3 separate regions of the Mus musculus genome follow, and all the other regions are linked to region 1. Evidence: chromatin contacts called from public Micro-C and promoter capture Hi-C data. All regions are on one chromosome and are shown on one strand. The core of a region is the stretch at or near the end of the contact, and the rest is flanking DNA. Distances in the headings are between cores, read along the strand shown.

The links. Promoter capture Hi-C pulls out the DNA fragments that hold promoters and counts their contacts. A called contact is a pair of places that touch in the nucleus more often than the background predicts.
Region 2: a promoter capture Hi-C map of liver shows a contact between it and region 1, with 2.5 times the contacts expected there. The contact joins the promoter of 1700022N22Rik here to the promoter of Mapk8ip3 in region 1. A contact is called at or near these places in 2 of 39 promoter capture datasets (both in liver).
Region 3: a Micro-C map of embryonic stem cells shows a contact between it and region 1, with 3 times the contacts expected there. The contact joins the promoter of Nhlrc4 here to the promoter of Mapk8ip3 in region 1. A contact is called at or near these places in 4 of 39 promoter capture datasets (the C10 cell line, liver and pre-B cells) and 1 of 484 Hi-C or Micro-C datasets (embryonic stem cells).

Annotation. Positions count from the first base shown.
Region 1 is chr17:24,934,676-24,939,253 of GRCm38.p6, forward strand. Mapk8ip3 (mitogen-activated protein kinase 8 interacting protein 3) reads right to left here and starts at 2,302. Exons shown (of 33, transcript NM_001163449.1): 1 at 1,862-2,302. The coding sequence starts at 2,179.
Region 2 is chr17:25,983,793-25,988,370 of GRCm38.p6, forward strand. It overlaps 1700022N22Rik (RIKEN cDNA 1700022N22 gene), which reads left to right and starts at 2,038. Exons shown (of 2, transcript NR_166913.2): 1 at 2,038-2,244; 2 at 4,191-4,578. It overlaps Capn15 (calpain 15), which reads right to left and starts at 2,082. Exons shown (of 12, transcript NM_001347334.1): 1 at 1,679-2,082.
Region 3 is chr17:25,942,219-25,946,796 of GRCm38.p6, forward strand. Nhlrc4 (NHL repeat containing 4) reads right to left here and starts at 2,713. Exons shown (of 2, transcript NM_001039038.2): 1 at 2,659-2,713; 2 at 15-2,100. The coding sequence starts at 1,553. The coding sequence ends at 1,143. It overlaps A930017K11Rik (RIKEN cDNA A930017K11 gene), which reads right to left. Exons shown (of 3, transcript NM_001358019.1): 3 at 4,169-4,578. The coding sequence ends at 4,378. It also overlaps a transcript of Pigq not described here.

The sequences.
Region 1 (4,578 bases), core at 1,052-3,551:
GGGCACTGCCCTCGCTTCTAAATCCACCTTGCCACAGTTCTCTTTCTAGGTAACCAGTGGTCAACAGTGATACTTGTAGTGAACCTGATTCACTACTTTTGGTAACTCACTCATTTTATAAAACAGCTACAACTGAAGGTCTGAGAGAAAGAGGGAGAGGCTGGGTAAGGTGTGTGGTCCCCGGGGGCAGGATAGCCAGGCTGGTTTCTTCTGTCAACACTACAGCTGAGCCCCTCCTCTCAGGTTCTGAGTCCCAGAGAGGGAACCACCTGGTATCAAAACATACTGGTATCAGGAAAGAAGGAAAGGGCTGCGATGTTGTCTCTGTTTAAAAATTTTAAAAACCTAGGATTCTGTCTTCCCAGAAAGCTGCTGACAGCTCAGATTACCCATATCTGACTAAGCTTAAACAAGCAAAGTGCCCGGGACAGCAATTCTGCAGCACAACTCTGCATGCAGTGATGCATCGCTCCGGGCTATTACACCATCTCATCACCCATCCCTGTTTAGAAAAGGAAACTGTAGTCTTTTTACAGAACTGAAGATAAGCATGCAGGTCTTTCCACAGGAGCTAGGATGCTGTTTACAGTGTTTAGTCCCCCTTCAGCTTTACCCTCACTGGAGGTCCCTCCAAGGGCATAAATGGGCATTTAACCCCGGCTTCCACCGGGCCAGTTTGGCATCTATTTACTCATTGCATTGCTCAGCTTCCTTTCAAGAGCTGGGTCTTCTGCACAACCTAAGCCCCACGTACACTCACTGCTCCGTCCAGCTTGTTATTAAGCTGGAAGGCAGAGGCATCCTCCCCGGGGGACAGTGTCAACACTCAAGCAGAAACCATTTTACAAGGATGTAACTTTGCCTTACCACAGTACACCTTCATTTTCTTCTTTTTCTCCACATTAGTGATCTTGACTATGTAAGTATGGAGGCAAGGGGAAGAAATAATACCCAAGTCCTTTGCCAATGTATCAAAAGTCCCCAGAGAGTCAGGGCTATGGAGAGTGGTATCAGGCACAAGACAACTCCAGGGCAGGTCTAGAAGGACCAAACACTGCAGACTTCTAGGGTACTGCCCCACTAGGCAGCAATATGAACCCAGAAGGTAAGGCTTAAGCTGTTGCCAAGGTCTACCCTGTTACTTGGCCTGTCCTTTTGTCTGTGGTCAGTGTGTGACCTTGATCTAGCCCAGACAGTTTCTGGAGCCAGTTCCCTGTTTCTGAGGTCACCCAAGCCCTCCTCACATCCTTTGAGGCTTTTGAATCCCCCCATATGTAGAGAACTTGATTAAGCCAGTTATGTGGTGCCCATGCATTCACAGCAAAATCTTGACAATCAAAAGGCAAACCATGGAAAGTATGAATGATTCAAGATAAGCAAAGCTTTTATCCTAGCTGTGATGCAGGGCCACTAACTTAATAAGAAGCCAAAATATCAAGATCGACTCTTAATTTCAATAGTAGTCTCTAAGACTGTGTCAAGTCAACTTCACTTAAATGGAATTTAACCTCATATAAGAAGGCACTTCCCATCATAAACCGAAGAGCATTTATTTCTAGAATTGTAGAATTCTGGGCTTTGTGATTCTAGGGCAACTTGCTCCAAAGACGGGAAGGAATAAAACCCAGAGCCAGCAGGCGGCAGCCAAGGTCAGAGGACAGCAGGAATGGGGGCCCATGTCTCCCGGACTCTGCACAGGCTGTGCTCTAGGTCCCAATTGGATGGAGAAAGTGGCACTCCCAGCAGCATCGGCATCAGCATCAGCATCAGCAGCATACTGCCGGCTGAGCCGAGCTGGCTGCTCCACGCTACCCACACCGTCCCTCACCGTCCCTCTCCGCGGCGGCCGGGGCCCACGCACCTCCTCGGCCTGTTTGCGCAGCGCCTTCTCGCGCTCGTATTGCGTGAGCAGCTGCTCGTTGTCCTCGCGTAGGAGCTCCAGCTCCACCTCGTGCTCCTGGTTCTCGCTCAGCACCGAGTCAAGGTTCTCCAGCACGTTCACCACCAGCGGCATGAGCTCCTTGACCACCTCCTCGTCATAGCAGTGAATGAGGCGCTCGAACTCGCGGTAGATGGAGCCCGCCAGGCCCGACACACGCTCCGACATGACCGAGCCCGAGCAGTAGTCGTCTTGGTACACCACCACTCCTCCTCCCTCGTCCATCTGGATCTCCATCATCGCGGCTACCGCCGCCGCCGCCAGCGCGGCTCGTTCCGGGGCCCGAATCCACGGGCCGCTGTCACCTCAGGCAGCCGCTACCTTAGGACGTGCCGCCGCCCAGGCCGCGCCCGTCACTCCCTTGCCGGAAGTCCCGCCTGGCTGCGGGGGTGGAGCCCCATCCAGTTCCGCCCCGAGCGCCTTGACGCTAAAGGAACGTTTCCGGCTGCGTTGCTGGTGGCTCTTGAGGACGTAGCTCAGTCTGATTGGAGTGACCTGGATGCTTCTCTATCTCTGTCCTGTTTGTCTTCAGACCTTTGTCATACATACTCTGGCCACCCTCAACGTTCACGCGACATGTGTCGCTTGCCCTGTTTCTGGTTGTTTCCCGCTCTGCTGGTTGCTTAGTTCCATGCAGTGCTTCATTTTGCACAGGACACCAGGTTCTAAAATCCTTATGTGTGGCGGTACTTTTGAGACAGAAATATAAAGCGAGTCGATCTATATGTGTTCATTTGCTGGGGACACCATGAACCTGACTTTGAACTACTTGCTTTTTTTTCCTCTTTCTTTTTTTTTTTTTTTAAATTTATTTAATGTATTCACCGTTGCTCTCTTCAGACACACCAGAAGAGGGCATCAGAACCCATTGTAGATGGTTGTGACCCAACATGTGGTTGCTGGGAATTGAACCTAGGTCTTCTGGAACAACCAGTGCTCTTAACCACTGAGCCATCTTTCCTGCCCTTGAACTACTTTCTTGCTTACGTGGTTTTCCCGGTCCCCAAAGCCTTCCAAGGCAGCTCAGATTCACATCCTCTTAAAAAAAAAAGTTACTTGTTATTTTATGTGTATGTGTTTGGTTGTATGTAGACTTGTGCATCACACACATTCCTGGTGTCTGTGAAGGCCAGAAGAGGGCATCTGAATTGGAGTTAAGAAGGTCAGTTGTGAGCAGCCATATGGATGGCCAGAACTGAACAGAGGTCCTCCCCTCTAAGAGCAAGTACTCTCAACTGCAAGCCACCAGATCTTACTCTTAACCAACACAGTCCTTCTTGTAGCTGAAGTCCAGAGCACTTAAAACATTCCTCACAATTTCATATGCAAAGTCTTACTGTGTAGCACTGGCTGACCTGGAACTTGGTATGCCTGGCTTCTGCCATTCAGTATACACCATTACCTGGGGCTATACTTCCCTCATCTTTCCAAACACATAGATAAATACCTACTCTAAGAGATTGTTTTGTAACATGCCTCAGACCTTAGCACAACTCACTCCATGATGGAAGTCCAATTCAGGCTGTAAAACTCGGCATGTAGATAGCACCACCTGCCAAAAGAATGAAAACAGACCCAATCCCTCAGTGTGGATAGTTCTGAGAAAGTCTCTAAATTCCTAACTTTGCTTTTTGGCTTCTGTAGTTCTGCCTCTGACTAACTGTTCTTGTTAACTGAAGCATGCCAACCCAGAACATGGCTTTGCCCTTAAAAGCTCATCCTGAGAAAGGCTCAAGGCCTTTCTTGTTTGAGATCCTAAACACCCAGTGTACTCACCAGCCAGCTAATAAAGACTTTCCTATTGGCTTAAAACTATGTCAGAGCATTCTTCCACGGTGAACACCCCACAACATTTTCAGGTTGCCTGAATTTTGATACTGATTTAATTTTTCAAGCCTGCAAAACTGAGCCTACGTATTATATTATCAACCAACTAGGAAAACAGGCTGACGAGAAGGGGCATACTGCAGTAGCACTTGCAGTGACTGCTACCCGAGCCAGTTATTAGTATTTACTGTAGATGGTGTTTCACTTGTATGTGCCCTGTGCCCACAGAAACCAGAGGAGGGTGCTGGACGCTCTGGAGCTGGAGTTAACTAGGGGTTTTGAGTGTCACGTGGGCTCTGGAAATAGCATCTAGATCCTCTGGTAGAGCAGCCAGTGGTCTCCCCACAGGTCCAGTCCCACCGGAGTTAGTTTTTAATTGCCCAAATGAGGAGCCAGAACAAACTGATAAAATGATTAATTCTTTAAGATTTTTTTAGAGTTATTAACTTTGTATGGTATGAGTGTTTTGCCTGCCTATGTATATATCACATGGATGCCTATGTATATATCAATCACATGGATGCCTAGTGCCCATAGAGGCCAGAATCATTGGATCTCCCAAAGCTGGAATTACAGTTGTGAGTCACCATGTGGGTCCTGAGAACTGAACGTAGGTCCTCTGCTAGCATAGCAAGTGCTCTTAAGCACCGAGCCATCTCTCCAGTCCCCTGGTAAACAGATTACAGTTACAAGATTGTGTTTAGGGGTTATCTGAGTATTTTGTTTTAGGTCTCAGCAATTTTAACCCCATAAGTTCTTTTCCTGAGACAGGGTCTATATAGCTTTGGCTGTCCTGGAGCTTATGTTGTAGA
Region 2 (4,578 bases), core at 788-3,287, 1.0 Mb after region 1:
AATTCAGCCTCCCAGGCCACACAGTTTAGAAATCATGACAAAATAAAGAGACAAGTCACCAGTGATCCTGGGTCTCTCCGTATCTGGTGTTTTTCAAAGAGCTTAACATTTTTCGTTTATCATTTTAAAAATTATTTTTAAAAAGTTTAATTTTGGCCTTTTCAGCCCCAGCAATTGTCTAGTGCAGTGAAAGGCAGTGTTGATACTAAAGACCACAGGGATGGACAAAGGACTACTCTAACTTTCTTAGGCTCTTAACTTATCAGCTCATCAATAGCATGTATACTGAAGGTTTTCAGGTCACCAAAAAGGCTCATCTCAAGAGCCACCAGTGAGAATGTGGAAGGAGACCAAAAAATGCTTGTGGTTTGGAGACTTAGAACTCTGTCTATCCCTCTCCTGTCAATGGATGACGGACAGCCTCAGTTTCCACATCTGTAAAATGGGCCTTACAAGTTTTGCCTTAAGGCCTGGACAATGTACAACAGGGGCCAGGAAAGCTTGGGAGTAGACAAAGCCTGGATCCAAGGATGGGCCACAATGGAACCCTTTACCCACAGAGGACTAACCTAGGCTTCTACATAGATATGGAGTTAGGGCCACTCTCAGACACTATGGCCAGCAGAGATTTTGATAACTCCATTGCAGTTAAGTTGTACAGTTTCTGAGCCTTGGATCCAGCAGGGTTCAAGTCTTCCTCCATGGAGGTCAATGACCTGTCTACCAGTCAGACAGCTCTAGACATTCTTAGATGTTAGAAAAGAAATGGGTGCATCTCTGTGGAGCAGAAGGACCTCAAAGGAAACAGAATCTACTACCCCATGGAGGCAAGCTACTGTTCAGCAAGACACAATTGCCCTAGACTGCAGAACTGTGGTCCTGAGCGCATCCCTGACAGCTAGACTCTGGAAGCAGGGAGAAACTCAAGAGGCAAGCTCCACATCTGTGACTTGCAGTTCTCCAGACTGGGAAAGGGGAAATTGCCACTGGAGGGGTAATCTCACAGTTTCTTACTGAGTAGCAGTTCTTCCTGATTTATTGCTGAACTGCAGGGTCAGCAGCAAACACTCAGGTAGGCTCTCAGGTTCTCCTGAAACTCAGGAGGTATCTATCCTGTTTTCGAGGCTAGGTGTTTCGCGGTCCTGTTTCAGTATCTGTACTCAGGGACCCTAAGAGCCAGCCTAGCAAGGACCATCTGGCCACACAACAGGGTTCCCAAATCAGACGTGGAAGGGCCCCTTTTTCAGAAAACAAAAAGAAAATCCCGCAGCTGTCAAGGGGCTGCTCTGTAACTTTCTCGGCCTGCTGACAGGCCCGCAAAAACAGAAGTGTGGGATGAGGGGGCACACAGGACGCTTTACTCTTGCTGCCGCCCCAGGCAGCTGCAGGTTTCTGCAGACAGTGCCCCCACGACCTATACCTTCGTACAGTGGGCCAACGCTTAGCCCCGGACAAGAGGGCACTCAAGGACAGGCAGGCACCGAGGGTCGCCTGCGTCTGAGGTTCCTAGGCTGGCCTCGAGTGACCCACACCTCCGGCGCGCTTCCCCCTCCCCTTCCCGCTCACCACAAGCCAGGCTACTGCTCCCAGGACAAACATGGAGCATCCCGGCTGATGCCCTGAGGCCGAGCTCTACGAGTCCTAGGCCGTCTGGCCGGCCGCCTACCGTGGAACTCACCTTAGCGAGCCGGCGGCGCCTCCTCAGCGCTCGCGATCGGTCTAGGCGGGCGCGGCCCTAGTGCCGGCCCTCAGTCGGTTGACCCACAACTTCGACCGGAGGGCACCAAGGGCCCCTTCGCGCCAGCCGCGATGCTCCGCCGGCTTAGCGCGTTTTGGCCGCGAAGATCCGTCTCGGCCCGGCAACCTTACAAACGCCTCCGTAGCTAGCGCCCGCCGTCCCGCCCGGCCTACCCGCTACGCCTTACGCTGCTTCCGTAGCGTGGCGCCCAGCCGGGGCCCGAGGCTACAGCGCGTCAGGGGCGCACGCGGCACTGGGAACCCGGAGCCGGGACTACGGCTCCCACAGGGCAGAGCGACGCGGCTCAAGGCACGCCGGGAATTGTAGTCCATGAATGGTCCTACCCTCTACTCTTTCCCTGAGATTTCGCCCTCCCAACGTGACCGGAGACGCTCAGTTCACGGATGCAGTTGGTACTCCCAAGCTAGTTTGATGTGGCGCGCTGGATCCGGGAAGAGAACGGACTACAGCTCCCAGGATCCCCTTAAGATGGGCTTTGGGCTCCGGTAGGCGTCCACGGGGTTCGAGTGTTACTGCGCCAGGGGAGATGTCGGGAGTCTGGGTCGTGATTTTGTACAAGGTCTGAACCGGTTGTCTGCTGCGTTGGGGCAGTAGGTGGTACAGTCCAACCTAGCTGCCTTGGCTGCTTTCTACCTCTTCCAGCGACTTCTGGTTTCTTTCCCAACGGTCTGAAGCAGCAACCGTGCTGGCACTGCTCCTTCCGAGGTTACTCCATCTGAGGTCTGTGTTTACTCGAGTGCTAGATAGGCACGTCACTTTTTCTAGAGAAACACTGGCATCTGAGGCAGTCCTTTGAGTTATGTTCACAAGAGCCCCCAAGCTATTTCCCATTAGAGCCCTTTGGCTCCCCCGAATTAACTTAATTCCAGCCACTTGTCCTCTGCAACTGAAAGCTAACTAAGAATCAGGCTGCTAGCCGGGCGTTGTGGCCCACGCCTTTAATCCCAGCACTCGGGAGGCAGAGGCAGGCAGATTTCTGAGTTCGAAGCCAGTCTGGTCTACAAAGTGAGTTCCAGGACAGCCAGGGCTATACAGAGAAACCCTGTCTCAAAAAACAAAACAAACCAAACCAAAAACCAACCAAAAACCAAAAACCAAAAACAAAAAACAAAAAAAAACATAGCACATAGCAAAAGGACACCCGGCACTCTGAATGTTGTGTGAGAGATTGGGTACTATTTGCCCCCGGACCCAGAAAACCTGAGTCTGGCTCAGTAGAGACTACAGATAATGTTTCTGGGAAATCATTCATGCTCCAGAAGCTAGAAAGCTAAAGACTGGCCATTGAATTCAGGATGCTGTGGGGACACCTATGCCTGAATGGGGAAGACACCAAATTTTGGCAAGAGGAGAGGAGCAGAGGCTGTCTTCCTGAGCCCCCTGACAGTGGTGAAGTCACTGCTCATTCATCAGTAGGTGATACCCATGATCAGGAGAATGGCCAAGCTGGATCCAGGACAGTATCTCTGGTCACTACGGGTCATCACTAGTGCAATGATGTATCACTGCACTAAGTAAGATGATCACACAGCAGGTAAAGCTGGATCATCCCAGGTTGGCTGAGCCCTGATCTATGCTAGTGTAGTATGGGCCAGAAGACAGACACCCTGTTGAGTGCACAGACCACAGGACACCCTGCAGAGGTCAAGAAGGGCAGAGAGAGCTTTGCAGGGACAGAAGCCATAGATCAACCACCCTGACTCTTGAGCAGATGGGACCCAACACTATTCCTCATAGTTTTGGGGCCACAGCTACAAAGGTATAGTTGCTTAGGTATAGTTGCATAGTTGCTAAGGAGACTGAGGCAGGAGGGTCATGAGTTCAAAGTTGACCTGGGCTAGAAAGTTCAAGGTTTTGTCTCAAAAAGTAGAGGGGTGGGTCAAGATGGTGCACTCCTTTAATCACAGCTCTTGCACTTGGGAGGCAGAGGCAGGCAGATCTCTCCAAGTTTTGAGGCCGAATCACATAAGACCCTGTCTCAATAAACAAAACACAAAGGTACACTTATAAAGGTGCATACTGCAGCCACAGTGCAGCTAGTGCTTGCCTAGCACGCGTGAAAACCTAGGTTTAGTAAGACTCAGAAGCTATTACAGAGTCAAGGTCCCCATTGGGTGAACACCCAGAAAGCTTTAGACAGGACTGGCAGGTTAGTCAGGTCTAAAACTTGGGTCTAAATTTCTCTTGATTTCCACAAGTGACATATACACACACAAGTCAGAACACCAACCTCATGGAAAATGTAAGTGGAGGTTCCCGGCTAAAATTCCTGTCACGCTCTGGGCTTCTTCTAAGATTCCAAAATGTCAGCAGGTTCAGAGCAGATATGTATAAGTACCCGGGCTCACCACAATTCCTCAGGGTAGTCAGGGAGTCTAGTATCAATTTAAATTTGCAGAGGCTAAGCTTCATCTATGTTGTTCTCTAACAGATAACTGACCAAGACCAGGAAGATAAAAACAATGTCAGAGGCCAACTGGAGACAGGATTTGCTTTGGGCAAAGCGTTCCACTTGCTGAAGGTTCAAGAGTTGGCAAGTCCTGTGGCCACTCCCTCCACACCCCCACCATCAGAAGTATAGTGAGGAGTCTGCTAGAGGATGCCAACTTCTGGGATTATCCTCTAGGCATAGTGGTGGGCCCATACAGAAAATTCTTGGACAGCTTTTCCTGGAATGTTTCTACTAACAACCCATCTCAAACATGAGATCCCTTTACAGCAGATCCCAAATGCAGAGCTGTCTGCCTGGGGCTCAGTTCCCTCAGAATCTTCCACTGGGGGTTGAATGGACAACGCTTACCTGGGAGATACACCGAGGA
Region 3 (4,578 bases), core at 1,463-3,962, 1.0 Mb after region 1:
AATACCCCTAACAACGCAGTAACTAGTGTTTATTGAGCATCTACTTACAAGCAAAGTTTCTTTCATTGTCCATTAATCCCCCACAACATAATGAACAGGGCATATTGATTTAGCCTGCAGGAGTGACATGTGTGTTGACCTCAACGTCCAGATGACAGGCTGGGTGCCACCCCACACCCTAAAGGAGCAAAAGCAAGGAGCTTTTTCTTGCTTCTTCCCACATGAAGAACATGGGTGAGACCAGATTCTCAATGAGTAAGCTCTTCAAACACACACACACACACACACACACACACACACACACACACACACCCCTCCCCTTCCAGATCTCATCTGTAACATGGGAGGAAAGGCTACTGTTTTCCTGTCTTGAATGGAAGGGTATGAAAGAACCTGTGCTACCCAGAACCGTCCCAGCACCCCACCTAAGTGCTCAAAAGTGGTTTGGACCTGGATTGAAGGGAAAACTGAAGGTATCTTTCAAAACAGGGAGTGTCCAGTAGAGGACCTGCCCTTGCTATGTGCCCTACCAGGACACATGTTGGCCTTACCCCTCTGATTTGCCTACTCCTTACCTCTCTGTTGGGCCCAGAGTGCTGTTGGAGGCTCAAGAATGGGAATATTTTTGAAGCTGGGGGGAACACTAAGGGACCACACCCTTCCCCTAAACTGCCCAACCCAGCCTAGCCACACCCTCCCTGCCTGCCTGCCTGCCTGCCTCTGATTAGGATGTAGGGGTTGGACACCTGGCAGGAGATCTTGCCTAGCTATCTGCTGGCAGACAGCCTCAGCACCCAGGATCTATAGCTTCAAGTGTTGCCTCAAAGCTCAGGCCTCCCGAGACCCAAGCTAGCAGAGCCAGGGACTGAGTGGCCCTTGGGTTTTAGGGGCATGAAAACCTATGAGCATACTTAATAGGGAAGTGGAGATGGCCCAGTTTAGAACCTCATCAAGAAATGGTGATTCATGGTTTCTGTGTAGACAGGGGCACTTGCCAAGAGGAAATCACAAAGCCAGCTAAGACCAGGTATCAGGAAGACGGCTCAGCAGGCCCCAAGGAGCCTACCAACCTTCCATGATAGTACAAAGGACTCAGGCCCGGCCAGTCCTAGCAAGGGGCAATTTCCCCCAGAGCCTACCCCTCAGGCCATCTCCCCCAGATACTGGTACAACTTGATGCAGTTGTCCCCTGCATCTGCCACCACTAGTTGGCCCTGGGGTGCACAGGCCATACCCAAGGGCCTCTTTAGTCCCTCCAACTGCAAACAGATGGGTGGCCCAACCCGGGGAAACAAAGTCACTTGGTGCCTCTGCTCATCAGCCACAATAATGCTACCCTCTGCATCAGAGCACACACCTGCTGGGTGGCCAAAGTTATGCCCAGTCAGGGTTCCTAGGGAGCCCAGAGGCTGGTGGGCACTGCCAAACAGCTGTACATCCCCAAACTCTTCACTCACAGCAAAGCCCCCATCAGGCCCTGGACCTACCCAACAAGGGCCCTCCAGACCTAGCATGGAGGTTGGAGCAAGGGGCTCCCAGGTTGGTCCTAACATGAAGCTGTGAACAGTTCCAGGCAAGTAGTCTGTCACCAGGAAGTGTCCAAGAGCATCCACAGCCAGCCCTCGGGGGGACAGGAATGTGCCTACAGTCACCCAGCGGCCCTGGGGTTCCCGGGAAGTGTACTGGAGAGCATACACAGCCCCGTGAATGAGGTCACTGACCACCACAAGCCCTGCAGCTGTCACCGCCACATCCTCTGGGACAAAGGCTCCAGTTCTAGGAATGCAGCAGGGTAGTTGACAAATGGAGCGTCCCTCAAGATCCAGCACATGGACACAGGATGCAACACCAGCCGTCAAGAAGAGCAGACCATCTGGGGAGCAGTGCAGGCCTCGGGGGCTCCCTGCAGCCCCTGCTGGCACCAGGATTTGTCCCAGCAGGCGAGGCTGCCGAGAGCAATTGGCATCTCTAAGTTGGTCCAGCCTGAGATCAAGATGTCAGGGGTAGGTGGCTGGGGTAGGGGCAGCCCAGGAGGTCAAGGTGTCAGGATAGATGGGAGGCCAGGGGCAGCAAGCAGTCGCGGCCTTGGCTTCTTTGCAGCTGCAAAAGAGTTGGAACATCCATGCATGCAGATGGTGGCTCATGGGCACTAGCACCCTCCCGTTGTAGATGAAGAGCTGGGGAGTGGGGGTGGGGGAGGGGGAGGGGGAAGGGGAAGGCTGCTGCATTGTATCTGAGTGCTCACCTGGTTCCCAAGAGCAGCAACCACACAGGTGTCTGGGTGTCTGCAGCAGGGGTCTGAGAGACACCACACACTCAAGAGGGGCGGAGGTTTACCTCTAAGGCTCAAATCGCATGCAGAGCTGTGTCCTGCCTAGGGAAGGAGGAGGCAGATAAGCTGCATTCCCCAGCCCTGGGATGACTCCTTCACTGAATGGCCTAAGCTCCTGTTAGTCCCCCACTACCATCACCACTACCACTACCACCACCACCACCACCACCACCACCACCACCACCACACACACACACACACACACACACACACACACACACACAGCCCCTCTGCTTCAGCCAGGGAGACATCTAAACCCCAACCTCCCAGGGCTCTCCACCAGCTCCTCATCCCTTCCACAGAGATCAGGATATGATACTTCTTACCTGGGGCTAACTGGCCTCAGGGCTTTAGGTCAGGCCTCTGTTGTTGGAGACAGCCTGGGTGTTTGGGGAGGGGCGGGAATGGGGAGGACGGCTAGGGGAGGAGTCATCAGACAAGTTTCCTGCAGGGACAAATTGAGCTGTTTGGGCTGAGTCCCCAGTCTCCAGGCCTGCACCCTCTGGCTTGGGTCTACTGCTTTGACATAGCTCCATCGGGCAAGACAGGAGGCACCTCAGTCCTCTACAACTATAGGCCACCCCTCCAAGTAGGACATTTGTGTCAGGACCACATCATTTTTGTTTGTTTGTTTGTTTTGTTTTGTTTTTCGAGGCAGGGTTTCTCTGTGTGGCCCTGGCTGTCCTGGAACTCATTCTGTAGACAGGCTGGCCTCAAACTCAGAAATCCACCTGCCTCTGCTTCCCAAGTGCTGGGATTAAAGGCGTGCGCCAACACTGTCCAACCCAGGACCACATCGTGGTCGCCCTCTTGTCAGCTCCACCAAGAAGCTGAAGTCAAGCTGGTCCTGCCTCTTCCTGTGAGTCTAGTGCTGCTGCTGCTTCCCAGGATCAGAAAGCAGGGTGGCAGGTACAGGGGGCGCTGAGAGGACGGTGCCTCAGACTTAAGACCTGAGGTACCTTGGACCCCTGGCTCTGCCCTCAGCGGTGCCCCAGGAAGCCTCCAGGTCAATGGTGCCCAGCTAGCTTTTGTCAGCCTTGGCCTAAAGCCCCACAGCACCCTGGGCTGGCCAGCCAGAACTCTAGCCCCAACACCACCTGTAATGCCTCACAGTGGGGTGGCTTCCTGATGCTATCACAGGTATATGGTTAATGGGGCAGCTGAAGGTCCTGTTCGGACTGGCCCTAGCCTGGCCAGTCCAGCCCCAGTGAGAACAGTACCTCCTCTGAGGGCAGCTTGTACTTCAGGGCATTCCTGGGTGGGCTACAGCCCAGCTCCCCAGGGAGAAAAGTTATTTGCTATGGCTGGGGGGCCCCAGCAGCCCTCCCTGGCTGTCTCCCACCCTGGCCCGTGGAAGGCCAAGCAGGGCTGTACTGGGAAGGAAGCAGTGAGCTGTGAAGGCCACCGATGCCTATCGTGGCTGCAGGGGCTGGCGGGGGGCCCAGGAAGGCCACACGGGGTGAGCAGCCTGGAGCCATAGAAGGCAGGAGGCTTTGGCTACCACAGGCAAAGCTGGCATTACACTGCTTGGATGGATTCAGGCCCAAGGACGCGTGCAGGGTCCTTGCCCATCCCCAGTGAGCTGAAACAGGCCAGGTCATCCTGCTATGTCGGCCTCTCTGCCACTCTTCCCTGCATCCCCTAATTGAGTGTACCCAGGCCACTCCTTGACCCCAGGCTCTTTGGAAGAACAATAAGGATTTCTGAGGTCAAAGGTGAACCCCAGCATGGTGTCCAGGACATTTGCTCCCTGGGACACTCAGGCCAGGGACATTTCCTGGAGTGTGCCAGGTGCTTATACAGGGACAGAAAAGGAAAGAGATCCAAGTAGGGGTGTTTGAAGGTGGTTTCTATTTTAATGTCCACAACTCTGTTCAATAAATAAATCATGACCTTGCTATGTCCATGTGAACACATAGGTAAGTCTCTACCACGGGCTGGTGGGGGAGTCTGGGTGGGCGGCGGTTATCTGTTCAGAACACATGCATACTGACACTGGACAGGCCCAGACAACGGGGCCCAGGTCAGGGAGAGGAACCCATACTCTATGGTGGCTGTGAACAGAAGTCAGCACTTGGGAGGATCTGTAAGCTCGGGGTATCTTTAGGGGTCTGGGAGCTGCCAGCTCCAAGCCGATTACCCCAGCCACTACCAGGAATGACAGGGTCCTCGGGGGCCTGGAGGGGGAGGACAGGAGGAGGGACACTGGAGTCAGCCTCACACTTGGTGGTGCGGCTCGAGAAAGA